Regions from separate parts of the Gossypium hirsutum genome. Here region 2 is linked to region 1. The links are chromatin contacts, called in public Hi-C maps. All regions are on one chromosome and are shown on one strand. Each heading gives the region's core, a stretch centred on a gene start, on an enhancer-like site or on the middle of the called end of the contact. The rest is flanking DNA. Distances are from core to core; before and after follow the strand shown. Region 1 has its middle 17 kb from the start of LOC121208914. Region 2 holds the start of LOC107897631 (probable 1-deoxy-D-xylulose-5-phosphate synthase, chloroplastic).

The links. Hi-C and Micro-C count contacts between places; a contact is called where the count stands out from the background.
Region 2: a Hi-C map of leaf shows a contact between it and region 1, with 2.3 times the contacts expected there. The contact joins the promoter of LOC107897631 here to the enhancer-like site in region 1. A contact is called at or near these places in 4 of 34 Hi-C or Micro-C datasets (callus, hypocotyl and leaf).

The regions. Positions count from the first base shown.
Region 1 is chrA10:23,216,464-23,223,741 of Gossypium_hirsutum_v2.1, reverse strand. No RefSeq gene overlaps it. Among protein-coding and RNA genes, the nearest start is that of LOC121208914, 17 kb to the right of the region's middle. Within about 2 kb of position 1,876, at least 4 of the 9 cell types and tissues checked have an H3K27ac peak or open chromatin away from gene starts, as enhancers often do. A contact at or near this core is called in leaf, where this site is marked.
Region 2 is chrA10:23,340,867-23,348,298 of Gossypium_hirsutum_v2.1, reverse strand. LOC107897631 (probable 1-deoxy-D-xylulose-5-phosphate synthase, chloroplastic) reads left to right here and starts at 1,370. Exons shown (of 10, transcript XM_016823145.2): 1 at 1,370-2,041; 2 at 2,309-2,437; 3 at 2,515-2,679; 4 at 2,778-2,928; 5 at 3,179-3,450; 6 at 3,539-3,812; 7 at 3,939-4,246; 8 at 4,367-4,648; 9 at 4,743-5,027; 10 at 5,100-5,416. The coding sequence starts at 1,904. The coding sequence ends at 5,258.

The DNA of each region.
Region 1 (7,278 bases), core at 627-3,126:
AAAAACTACTTGAAAGTATAAAAGATTGATTACCTATCTAGTAAATATTCTAGATAGAGAATAATGAGAACTGTACAAAAAAACAGTAAAAGGATTAGGGAGTTTTTAGTTTTAGTAATGGAAAGAGATCCATTTATTTTTGTATAATAGAATTTATTTTATAAAATAATTCATTTAAAAAAAATTTGGTAGGTGGATTGTTTTCAAATCTTTGCGGGATCAATTTACGAATTATACAATTTTTTCCAACCTTATATATAATTCTACCCATGATTGTAAAGAAACCTAAATTAAATAAAAAAAAATTAATAACATTAACAATCTCTTCTTTTTATAAATAATTTTATTATTGGTTCTTATCATATCCTATATCTTCCTATATTAACAATAATACTTATACTAATTGAACTAAGATTCAATCGACTTCAAAACTCTTACTCACCATTAAATTAAAACTTCACTAATATCTTATCCCAAATGATTTATATTTACCAAAACACTAAACCTAAAGTTATATTTTAAAAAAATATATAAAAATGAATCAAAAGAGAAAATCCCATTTTAGAAAACAAAATGAAATTTTAATTCATCGATTTTAAATATGAATATCATAAAAATATTTTATCTTCAATTAAAATATTTTTTTATCTCTCTTCAATACCTTATCAATGTCAACAATATTTGTCTAATCTACATTAATATAAGTAATCATTAATAGATAGACATAATATACCAAAAATCATGGTAAAATACATTCATTATTGCGTAAGTAAATCTTATTAAGCATTAAATAATAATAATGAATCTCGTGTATTGACTTGATGGTTAAAGTGTTTATAGTTTAAGGTGTAACCTGGATTTAAGTCATGATAGTCATGTTGTTAGAGTTGTTTAAATACTCTAGAATGAAAATATATTGTTAATGTATATATAGGCCTAATTCCATTTTGGCCCCAGTATTAAAAGGAAATTCTCACATTGGTCATTTACTATTTTCTTCCGACTACTTTGTCCCCTGTGCTTTCATAAACCAATCAAAAGCAAAAAGCTAACAAGTGAACAATTAATTCACCTCATTTTAATATACCAGCATGTATTTTTTTCTTGTTCTTAATAATAAATTATTTTTTCCACCAAAAAATTCTTTCTTCTTCTTCTTCTTCTTCTTCTTCTTCTTCTTCTTCTTCTTCTTCTTCTTCTTCTTCTTCTTCTTCTTTTATGAAAATTTTTTAATTCTTTTACCACATGAAATGTTTCAGATTTGAAAAGATTTTGAGAATCAGGAAATGTATTGTTCATCACTAATATGGAAATAACACAAATTTTTGAGAAGTTTTCAAGAAAGATGGAAGCTCATAAGACCCAAAAATGACTGCTCCAACTTTATTGCTGGTCAACATCTTGGATTGGTCCAAGATTCTTAAAGCAGAGGACAGGGAATGTGGTGGTGGTGCTCGGAGCGGAGCACCAATGGTGTCGGATCGACGAAAAACAACGGATTGAAGGCTTGAGTTTCAGGCCTCAAATGAATCTCCTTCAACATGTTTCTTGAGTTTTCTACGAAAATTAAGCCGACTAGTCAAAGGAGGGAGAAAATGGGAGCCCAAGGGTAGCCTTCAATCGGAGCTTTGTTGTAGGAATAAGGCAATGGGAGTTAGAACAAAGTGAGGTGGCTAGGTTTTTCCTTGGGTTTTGAGTTAAGCCCAGAAAGAAAAAAGAAAAGGGAGAAAGATGATGCTGTGAGCTTGGTCGAAGGAATGACGATGGCGATGAGCGGCGGTGGAAATGTTTGATTTTTTTTCTAGGGAAGAAGAAGAGAGAGAGAAAAAAAAGGAAATAGTTTATTACTATGAAAAAGAAAAAGAAAAAAATTCCATGCTGGCAAATGGATTAATTGTCCACGTGTATGGATTTAATTGGCTTCAAATGACTAGATTGGATTTTTTAAAAATAGAAACTATCTAAAGACTAATTTGAGTTACAGAATGAAAGTAGAGGGCGTAAAATTACTGAAAACATAATGAAAAGATTAAAGTGAAAATTTTCCTATAGTTCAGGGACTAAAAATGATACTAAGCATTTTTTTTATCATTATAATATTATAGGAGTAGGAGAGGAGATGAGAGAGTTTAAACTCATGCCATCTAAGGATAAATTAGAACTCGTACTATTGCTTTAAATGCTTGACAATTATATTCAATATTGTTATAACTTTAGGATGATAATAAAAACAATTTTTAATAGAATAATTATAATTTTAGTTTTTATTTAATATTAGTATTTTTTATCAAATTCATTTAAAAATAAATATGAAATTAGAAAATATTAAGTAGGGGAAGGATATATTTACACTGGTGTAAACTTAAATTGATTTTATACCATTCTATAATTTTTTATACGATTAACAATTCAACTATCCAACCGTTATATTTTATGGTTTATTCATATAGATAATGCATGCCAAATTTTATTTAAATTTAAAATTTGTAACTATGGTTTTTGTAAAAAGCTTTCAATTTGTTCAATAAATATTAATATATACAATATTTTAGATCATATAATAGATATATTGGATCGGTTCAAAAATTTACATGCATGACAAGTACAATTACATAAATAAATTTAACTATTGGATTGCTAAAATTTTAATCATATAAAAAGTTTCGAATGTGTGTAAAACCACTTTTATTTTATACCATTGTAAGTTGATCCCTCCCCTACAATTAACATTTTATGATCTAATCGTTACATTTTATGGTTTATTCATGTAGATCATGTATGTTAAATTGACATACATTTAATTTTTGTAACTATATGGTTTATGTAAAAAGCTTTCAATCGTTCAATAAATATTAATATATACATATTTTAAATTAATATGATAGAGATATCGAATCGGTTTAAAAATTTACATGCATAGTAAATACAATTATATAAATAAATATAACGGTTAAATTATTAAAAATATTAATAGTATAAAAATTATAAATAAATATAAAACTACTTTAATCTGACACGATTATCCCTCCCTTAACTTTTCTTTTTTTCTCATTTATGTAATACGATGGTATTAAAAGATTGAAATCATAACGGTAGTTGATAAAACATTCCAAAGGACAAAAGTTTGAATATTTATTATTTTTATAGCTTATCCAATTATATTAAATAAATTTATAAATTTAAAATTTTTATTAATTAATAATATATATAAACACATGTTTTTTGGTAAAGTAAAACAACATAAGTGAGACAAAATGATACCCTAGTTCAATGCGGGCATATTAGGATCCACCATAAGCAATTTCCTAACTCAAGGCAGAGGCTCCTCCAATAGATGATGTAACAGTCCGTTTTCAGTGAAATCAGAATAGTAGTTTTAAGACCATAAATCCGAGTTAAAAAGAAAATTTATTTTAATGTCATTGCATGATCTACATTATGAAAGGAAAGATGTATGAAAATTTTACCGATATCATGTTTAATTAGAGAAAGGACTAAATTGCATAAAATGAAAAAGTTGATTTCTAGTAGCTAAAAGGATCAAATAGCTATGGAATTCAAAATAAGAGGTTCTTATATGGTAATTAGACCATTAAAGAAAAGTTAGTAGATATTTTTTATGATTCATCCATGGAAAAATTAGAAAAGGATAAGGACTAAATTGGAAATGAGAATAATTAAAAGATGATAAATAAATTAAAAAGAAATATCATATTATTATATCATCTTCTTCCCCAAAATTTCTATGGAAACCCTAGGAAAGAGAAAAACATTCAAGCAAGCTTTCTTGGCTTAATTGGGTAAGCATTCTTGTCCCGTTTTTAGTAATTTTTATATTTCCGAGATCGGAGTAGCTTAATCTATCTATTTTGGGGATTAATTTGCAAAGATATCAAAGTATAGAAATTTTACCATGGATGAATATGTTGAAAATTTGAAATTTATGGTAGAAATTGAAAGGTTATTGATAAATAAACAACTTTTACAAAGTGAATTTTCATGAAATTGTGATTTAGGGACTAAATTGAAAAATTGTAAAACCCATGGAAAAATTTTGATTTTTTTGAAATTGATGGGCTGTTATTAAGACATGTAAAATTCGGTTAGGCTTGAAATAAGGATTAAATTGCATGAATTTTATTTTCCGAGCTTAGGGACAATTGTCATTTATGAAAAGTATAGGGGCAAAATAGTAATTTTACCTAAGAAGTGAATTAAATTCAATTGAGTATGAAATGGATTAAATTGATGCTAAATTCATTTATATAGATCCGGAAAACTCAAATACGAAGTTAGATCGAGGAAAAGAAAAAGTGTCGGATTAGTAGATTTCTGTATACAAACAAGTATCGAGGTAAGTTCGTGTGACTTAATTATGTATATTAATATGATTGAATCAAATGTTGTGATTGAGTGAATTGCATAAGTCTTTAATGTATGAAATTAATCACATACCCGATATTGTTCGATAATTGATAAGTCCCGTTTGAATAATGAAATGCGATGGATACAGTATTTTCCCGTATTGATAGTCCTGCATATGTTGTGGACATTATAGATCGGACGAGCAATCCTGTTATAAGCCCTCTTGAGCATCCTATTATATAGTTCCTGTGAGCATCCTGATTGGTAGTGATTCTGCATGTGTTGCGCACTACCATAGCTTTTTGTGAGCGTATTGTTACATGAATCGATCGGTTGTGATCCAGCATTTACTACAGACACAAACATAGCTCTTTGTGAGCGTCCTAATATAGGCTCTTATGAGCTTCCTGACATGGCTTGTAACATCCCGAATTAGGGTCTAGTCAGAACAGTGGTTTCGAGACCATGAATCTGAAGTATAAATAATTATTTTATGATTTTTATGAGGTCTATGATATGATTACATGCTTGTGTGAAAATTTCATGAAGAAATTTTATGTGTAAAATGTCTAATTAAACTTTAGGGACTAAATTGAAAAAGTTACAAAATTAAATATTCTAGAAGCTTTAAGTATGGAATGGCTTTAGATTAGTAATTAGAGGTCCTTAAATAGAAATTTTCCCAATTTTTATTTTTATGGACAAAAATAGGCATGCATGGGCAAAATTTTAAAGGAAGGCCATAAGGGCATTTTTGTCTTTTGGTAAATAAAAGAATAAAAAGGGAAAATAAAGCCAAAATCTCTTCATCCTTCTCATGCTTGTGCCAAATTTGAAGAGTCACCATAGCTAGGGTTTCTTCAACCTTTCAAGCTTGATAATCAAGAAAAACGGAGTCCGGGCTTAGATTGGGGAAAAAGTAAAATCTTGTACTAAATTGAAGTAATTGTCCATATTTTGTATCAAGGTAAGTTTGTGTGTAATTAATATAGCATTTTATTATGTGATTAATATTTGATGTTATATGAATGGTTTAATTGTCTTGGCGAATATCATTGATGTTGTTTGTTAAAAAATTATGGTAACCTAAGCCGATCGAACCTCGGGAATACTTAGGGTATCTTCGTTTTGACATTTGAGTGGATGAGCTCCCGTATAAGACCATAGTTGGGATATGGCTTCGGCAGTGACATGTGGTCCCATGTAAGACCATGTCTGGGACATGGTTTTGGCATCATTATGTGATCCCATGTAAGACCATGTCTGAGACATGTCATTGGCATCATAATGAGACATCGTGTAAGACCATAGTTGGCCTATCGGCTTTGATATGTGTGACCCATGTAAATCCATGTCTGGGACATGGCATTGGCATCGTTATGTGGTCCCATGTAAGTCCATATCTGGGATATGGTATTGGCACCCTACCTTATGTAGATGATATCCTGAGAAACCCTAGTATTCCAAGCAGTTCATAGGGTAGTCCCAGGATGTGACAAAAGAATAACGAGGTATAGCTATCTTGAGTGGGTACAGGTAAGAACGCCAAACTCGTAGTTATTGAGAATACAGAATGATACAATTTTGGTATGATGAAAATTGAGGAATTATGATCTTAAGTTCTATGAGACATTGTGAGATTTGAACGAGATAGGATATGATTATAGTGATTATGGAGAATGTGATGAAATAAGTGATGTTATGTGTGTGTTGAAATTTCACATTTTCATAGCTTATTAATTTACATATAAACTTACTAAGCTTTATGCTTACTTGCTCTCTTTTCCATTTTCTTATAGTTTCGCCAAGCTAGTTCGGGGATCAAAGGGCGTCGAAACTCGATCACACTATCATTCGGATCTTTTGGGTATAGTTAGCCTCTTTATTTTGAGTATGGAATGTATAAGAACTTGGTTGTTTTGTTATATGTCATATTAGTTTAGCCAATGTGTTGGCTTATGAGTGTGTTTATAAGGCCATGAGATATGGCTTACAATGACTATTGGGTTGTAAACTTATTCACTTATGCATGTATGAGCCAATTCTGATGGCTGAATGATGATGATCACTATGTGTGTGTATGAGTTGATATGAAAATGCATGCAAACAAATTTAATAATTATTGCTCATGGATACATGTGAGTTTGGTTCAATAGAGTCGTTATGATATGAAGCCTTAATCTAGTCTAAAGTGTTGAGAAATTGAATACACAACTAGATTCATGAAAGAGTTTAAGTACCTTTGGAACCATGAATGTGTTGTGTAAATAAGGGTGGCAAATGGCTTGAAATATAGCCTTAGATTCGTCCACACAGGTAGACACACGGGCGTGTGTCTAGACCGTGTGTGACACACGGCTCGCCCTATGGGTGTGTGCTTTGGCCGTGTGTCCTCTGCACCCTAATTAATACAAACAAAATGCCCAGTAGTAAACACACGGGCTGAGACACAGCCGTGTGCCTAGGCCGTGTGAGAGACATGGCCATAGGACATGGGCATGTGCCCTGGCTGTGTAAAGTCTGCACCTATTATGAAAAAATTATAAAAATTAATTGTCTACACGGCCTAAGCACACGGGCGTGTGCCTTGGCTGTGTGACCACATTTTGTTCATGACGTCATAAACAAAGAGTTACACGGGCTAGGGACACGGGCGTGTCCCAAGCCACACGGTCGTGTGAGACTACACGGCCTACCTATACGGGCGGTGACCCTCCAAAATAGGAAAATTTCTAAGCATTGTATAAGTTTCGAGAGTTATCGGTTTAGTCCCGAACCACACCCAATGTATGTTTTGGGCCTCGGCCCTCCGTGCTGTAGGCCGTGTTCGACCTCGTGTAACTCTCTAACTTGTGCCACACAACCAGCCATACGCCCGTGTGAGTAGGCCATGTGATCAATTTAATTTTCAAA
Region 2 (7,432 bases), core at 121-2,620, 130 kb before region 1:
TTTACATACAAACTTACCTCGGTACAAAAATAGTAGAAATGGGACCTAATCGTCAAACACTTTGTTTTTCCCTCGATCTAGGTCTGAACCTTATTTCTCTTGATAATCGAGCTTGGAAGTGGCCAAACCCTAGCTATGACCTCCCCTTCTAATTTTCGGCTATGGGAGGGAGAAGATGGACAAATTTTGGCTTTTTATTCATTTAATTACCAAATGACCAAAATGCCATTATTTTAAAACATAAAATTTCTCTTACCTCATGTCTATTTTTGTCCACTAATTTAACAAATGGTCTAATTACCATCTAAGAACCTTCAATTTAAAATTTAATAGAAATTAGACACCTTTGGCATATAGAACTCAAGTTTTCACTCTTTGCAATTTAGTCCTTTTTGCTAAATTGAGTGCTCCAACGTCAAAATTTTCGAATGAAATTCTCACGAAATCATTCCATAAAACTGTAGGCCATAAAAATGTAATAAAAACAAGTTTTACTACGTCGAATTCGTGGTCCCGAAACCTCTGTTCTGACTGGCCACAAAATCGGGTTGTTACTTTGGGATTTGGACCAATACTTTTTCATCCATTGCTTTCCAATACATTAATCATCACCATTCAAATGTGAAGAACCCATCTATGAATTGTTTGGAGTCATATTTTTAAATGGTGATTAAAATTGTATTGGATGAAAATACACACAAAAGTAATGCAATGGATAGGAGCAGGGTTGAATTTAGATGGGGTTGGTACGACCTTTGACCCTCTTGAATTTTGTAAAATTTCATTTAAAACCTCGTTGATTTTTTTTTTAAATTTTTATTTTGATCTTATAGTTAGTGGCTAAAAATAGAATGAATTTGTGTTTGGTCCCTAAATTTTTCTAAAGTTTTTTAAATTTGATTTATTTTATAGAATTTATATATATTTTTATATGTTTAGTAACATTTTTAGTTCAGTCTAACTAACTAATATAGTATAGTATCTAAATATTAATTTGATAAGAATAAATTTAATAATTGCAATATTTAAATATAAATAATATCTAAATATTAATTAAGTAAAAATAAACTTAATAATTAAAATATCTAATACAAATTTCATAATATTTTGACGATGAAAACATCTCAGGTAAGCCGAGTATACTGTAACCATGTTTATTTTATATAATATCCAAACACCCCCCACCCCCCCAATTAACATTTCTAGCTTGACCTTCGATACCAGCCCGACCCCCAAGTTAAATAATCCATTTCACATCAACAGCATAAAGTAACGTAAGCCCACAATGATCAGATTGAGAACGATAACAGACAACAACCTTCCCTCAAGAAATAGGAACAAAAGGAAAGAAAAAAAAGGTACCTTCTTCTAACGCCGTAATCTATCCATTTGTGATTTTTCCATTGACGTGGTCCAATCAGAGAACGACCTGCCACTTCAACTTCAATCCTAGAACATTGCTCTTTGCTGTCCCCCTCCCCTGTAATAATAAAAACCTCTTACATACAAATGAAGAAACAGTTTATTTATATGTAATAATATTAATTTTTGGGTTTTCAGAGAAAAAAAAAGGCCCTTTTTTTTTTCTCTCTTGTTTTTAAGTTCGGATGTTCATTTTCTATAGACAAAACCTTTATTTTTTTTTTATAAGAGTATATAAATATAGTCTTGACGGAAGGCTTCGACACAATCATCCACTTAGTACCATCATCAAGCAATAAAGCAGGGTGACATGACGGTGCAATAGTCAATAACCAAATTGTCTATAAATCTATCATTGATTGGATAACCTTTCATTCTTGCACTCAAATAGTGGAAACTTTTCTGGGTTCTTCTGGTTTTGTGCTCTTAATCAGCAGTTGCAGTACTTTATTGCTCTTTGGAGATTGTATAGTCTTTAGTCATGGCCCTTTGTGCATCTTCATTTCCTGCCATTATCAACTGGGGTGCAGCTTCAGATCCTCAAAAATCCACTCCTTTTGCTTCCCATTTTCTTGGTGGATCAGATCTGGTTTTGCAGCCATTGAAGAAGCTCAATCAGGTTCATATGAAATAACCATAAAAAAAAAAGGAAAACTGGTTTAATTTATTTTTTTATCAGAATTTATAGTCGTTCCTTGTTTTAGATAATACTTTGTTTAAGTAAAGTTTTTGAGTTTTGTTTAATGGGTTTAGTTTAGTTATAAGAAATGGATATCTTACCAAAATTTGGGTTTTCTTTTGATTTGAATTCAATTACTTATTAGATTTCAGTTAAAATAAATATAAATTGAAAAAATTGGTGGTTTTTTGTTTTGATTTGGTAAAGGTCAAGAAAAGGCCAGGTGGGGCTTATGCATCACTATCAGAAGGAGCTGAATATCACTCCCAAAGACCAGCAACGCCTCTCTTGGACACTATAAACTATCCAATTCATATGAAAAATCTCTCTGTCAAGGTATAAAAACATCCAAAAAAAAAGTTCTTTTCCCTTGCCTTTTATCAATTATTATGATATGGGAACTTTTCATGCAGGAACTGAAACAACTATCTGAAGAACTGCGGTCTGATGTGGTTTTCAATGTTTCAAAAACTGGGGGTCACTTGGGTTCAAGCCTTGGTGTGGTTGAACTCACTGTGGCTCTTCATTATGTCTTCAATGCCCCTAGAGACAAGATATTGTGGGATGTTGGTCATCAGGTTTGGTTCTTGCTTTTCTTGGTTTTATGAGAAAAGAAAGATGTTGATTGATGGTGAATTGATCTTTATTTCGGAAAAATTCTTCATTTGATTTGTAGTCTTACCCTCACAAAATCTTGACTGGGAGAAGACATAAGATGCATACCATGAGGCAAACTAATGGATTGGCCGGATTCACGAAACGGTCGGAGAGTGAATACGATTGCTTCGGGACTGGTCACAGTTCAACCACAATCTCTGCAGGCTTGGGTATTAATCCAGTCCTTCTGCATTCTTTTTTGCATATTATATGTATGGTTAAAACATTGAAACCAGATAACTCTTATCGAACCGTTATCGAGTTCTTTGATGTTGCTCTTAGCTAACATGCGATTTTGTTGTTTTTTTAAATGAAATTTTTGCTTTTGATATGGTGAAATACTATTTTCAATTCCGTTATGCAAACCTAGTTTCACTTGATCTTCAGAGATTTAACTGTCTTGATGTTTCGGGTGGACAGGGATGGCTGTGGGAAGGGATCTGAAAGGTGAAAGGAATCATGTTGTTGCCGTCATAGGTGATGGTGCTATGACTGCAGGACAAGCTTACGAAGCAATGAACAATGCCGGATATCTTGATTCTGATATGATTGTTATTCTTAATGACAATAAACAAGTTTCTCTGCCAACTGCCAATCTCGACGGACCTATACCACCTGTGGGAGCTTTGAGCAGTGCTCTCAGCAGGCTGCAATCAAACAGGCCTCTTAGAGAACTGAGAGAGGTTGCAAAGGTAAGTAGAAATGAATAGAACCCAGAAAACTAATATAATTTTTACTAGAAACTAAAACTTACTAAGACTGGATGTGGTTTGATTGCAGGGAGTTACCAAGCAAATCGGTGGGCCTATGCATGAACTGGCTGCAAAAGTTGATGAGTATGCTCGTGGAATGATCAGTGGTTCTGGATCTACACTTTTCGAAGAACTTGGACTATATTATATTGGACCTGTTGATGGCCACAACATCGATGATTTAGTTTCTATTCTCAAAGAGGTTAAGACTACTAAAACAACGGGTCCGGTCTTGATCCATGTTGTCACTGAGAAAGGCCGAGGTTATCCATATGCAGAGAGAGCTGCTGACAAGTATCACGGTAACATACAGAATAAGCCCTTTTAGAAGAGAGATCATTTCATATGATTTAAATTACTGGTGCCTAGATATATGACCTTAGTTTAGGGAATAAAAGAATAAACTGTACCTGGATTTCTTTTCTCAGGAGTGGTGAAGTTCGATCCGGCAACTGGAAAGCAATTCAAAGGCAATTCTGCTACCCAGTCTTACACTACATATTTTGCTGAGGCTTTGATTGCGGAAGCTGAGGCAGACAAAAATATTGTTGCCATCCATGCTGCAATGGGAGGTGGAACCGGATTAAACCTCTTCCTCCGCCGGTTCCCACAAAGATGTTTCGATGTGGGGATAGCTGAACAACATGCTGTCACCTTTGCTGCAGGCTTGGCCTGTGAAGGCTTGAAACCTTTTTGTGCAATCTACTCATCATTCATGCAAAGGGCTTATGACCAGGCAAGCTACCAAAGTTACCTCGGGTTTTCTTTTTTACGAATTGTAATCGATTATTATTCCGTGTACGTTAAACATGTTGCATTTTAAAATCATTACTAATGTGTTGATTTGCTGCAACAGGTCGTACATGACGTTGATCTGCAGAAGCTGCCTGTAAGATTTGCAATGGACAGAGCTGGCCTCGTTGGTGCAGATGGTCCAACACATTGTGGGGCTTTTGACGTCACTTTCATGGCTTGCCTCCCCAACATGGTGGTAATGGCTCCTTCTGATGAAGCTGAACTTTTCCATATGGTTGCAACAGCTGCTGCCATAGATGACCGTCCTAGCTGTTTCCGTTACCCAAGAGGAAATGGGATCGGAGTTCAGTTACCACCTGGGAAAAAAGGGGTTCCACTGGAGGTGACTTTCAAGAAAGCCTCAAAATATTCCTTTTTGTAAAGAAACAAAGACTAAAGGGAAAATTAACTCGGAATTCGTATAATATCCCTTACAGGTTGGCAAAGGCAGGGTACTAATTGAAGGGGAAAGAGTGGCACTATTAGGCTATGGAAGTGCAGTTCAAAGCTGCTTAGCAGCTGCCTCTTTATTGGAATCGCATGGCTTAAGGCTGACCGTAGCAGATGCACGATTTTCTAAGCCATTGGATCACGCCTTGATCCGGAAACTGGCAAAGTCACACGAAGTACTGATCACAGTCGAAGAAGGATCAATCGGGGGCTTTGGTTCTCATGTGGCACAGTTCCTAGCACTTGATGGTCTTCTTGATGGCAAAGTAAAGGTATGCGAATCCGAAACAATGTATCCGTATACTAATAACTCTTTCTTTGCATTAAAATATTTTCATTTGCAGTGGAGGCCATTGGTTCTTCCCGATCGATACATTGACCATGGCTCACCCGTAGACCAGTTGGCTGAAGCTGGTCTTACGCCATCCCACATAGCCGCAACGGTGTTCAATGTGCTTGAACAAAAAAGAGAGGCTCTTGAGGTCATGTCCTCAAGAAACTGAAGAAGTCAACAACTTTGTACAAAATTTTACGTTTTGTTTTCTTTTCAAATCAGTGATGGTTAAATATATAATAATATAAATAATCTTAGTTACCATAAATAATTATTATGTAACCCAACAACTTTACGAGTAATATCACATATCTGAGTTCACATTAACGAATTCTACATATGTTATCTGTTTATTTATAAAATAAATTTGGTAGGCCTGAGTTATAACATTGGAATCCTAAAACAATTATTTAGACTTAAAAAGCAAAAAGAACTGAGCTTTATTGACATAAATTGCGTATCCTGTCGAGAAAAGTTAAAAACAACCCAAATTAGAGGATCCATGTGTCATTTTCCATGTCCAATGAATGTGGGATTTGGTTGCATTCCTAAAGACAGTTAGTTCACCAAACATTAACAATGTTTGTCCACATAAGTCAATCACATCTATATATATTATTATAGCTTTTAGGGTTTATTATTTTTAGTATTATTTCTATACTTTTATTTTTAAGAATTTAGTCTTTTTACTTCTCGAATTTAAGAAATTTAGTCTAATTATTAATATCTGTAAAATTATTTTGTTAATATAGTTTGTGTCATGTTCTAATTTTTCTATTAAAAAAATTCATATGGTAGCCATATGACAAAAAAAAATTGTAGTGAACTTGAATTTAATAGAAAATTTTAATGGTGTTAACAATTTTTTAAATTCACATCAACATTTCAATTAGAATTAAGTATTCAGACTAATTAATGACAATATAAATGTTGAGGTATCAAATTATATAAAAAAATTAAAGTATAAAGATTAAATCTTAAATTTAAGCGAAATATACAAACTGAAATTAGAACTTGATTATTTTTATATAATCTAAAAAATAGTATAAGGACCAAAATTGAAAATTGATATTTTTATATAATCTAAAAGGAGAGATTAGAATTGAAATTTAATCATATGTTAATAATGTCAAAAAGAAAAAGAAAAGAAAAAAAGCCATGACACTTGTCATAAAAGGAAGGCTTAGGGCTTTCTTTTTACGTATAGCAGTGTCGATTTTAAACTGATCTAAATGATATATATATTTGTTACAATTAATCAATATATAATAAGACATATCGTACTCTTTAGGAGAGAATTTAAGTTTAAATTTTAGAGACGAATTGTTGTGAGATATAACTATGAACCATGAATGCAAAAAGAAAAAGAAAAAAAATGCCATGACACTTGTCATAAAAGGAAGGCTTGGGGTCTTCTTTTTACATATAGCAATGTCGATTTTGAACTGATCTAAATTATATATATATATTACAATTAATCAATATATAATAAAACATATTGTACTTTTTAGGAAAGAATTTAAGTTCAAATTTTAGAGACGATATTGTTATGAGAGACAACTATGAACTATGAGTGCGATTCAGTATATTCATAGATTTTGCCTTCCATATTTTTGTTTAGTTGCAATTAGATAAACTTACTAACATCTAAAAAATAGAGATGGACATAAAAGTTGATTATACAATTTGAAACTTTACTACATCAACAAAGTTTTGTGTAGAAAGTAATCTACTATAAGTAGAATACGTAATTTAAGTTAAACTCACTTACCAAATTTAACCCCACTCCTATACTTCAATTTAGAGCACTCTCTTACTAATTTTTTTTCCCTTGAAAACTTAATTGCAAATTGATAAATAAAATAATTTACTTACAAAATATGTTACTATAAATTTTTGTTCTTTAATGAACAAGTTAAATGCTTCCTCTCACATACATTAACCGTAAACAAGTTGTTCTATATAAGCATAATATGGCCTATAAAAATATAATCAAGGTCAATATCTAATTCCTTAAAAATAACTTTCAAATATGTCTTCAAAGAAGCTTCACTTTACCATGGTATTTTTTTTGACATATTTTTATCGCAATAATTGTACCTATCACTACAATAAATTTGGCTTTTCATGACGTTTTTTTGCTACATTTCCAAAAACATCACAAAAAAATATGACTTTGTGACAAATAAAAAAATGGAAAACTCGATGTCGGAAAATCATAAATATTATAGAAAGTGTACTTTTAGTGACGTTTTTGTATAATGGTCAATGACATTTTGAAACATCCTTTTGAAAATTTCACCAATGTTAAATTTTTTTCGCAATGTTTTTAACATTGTTACG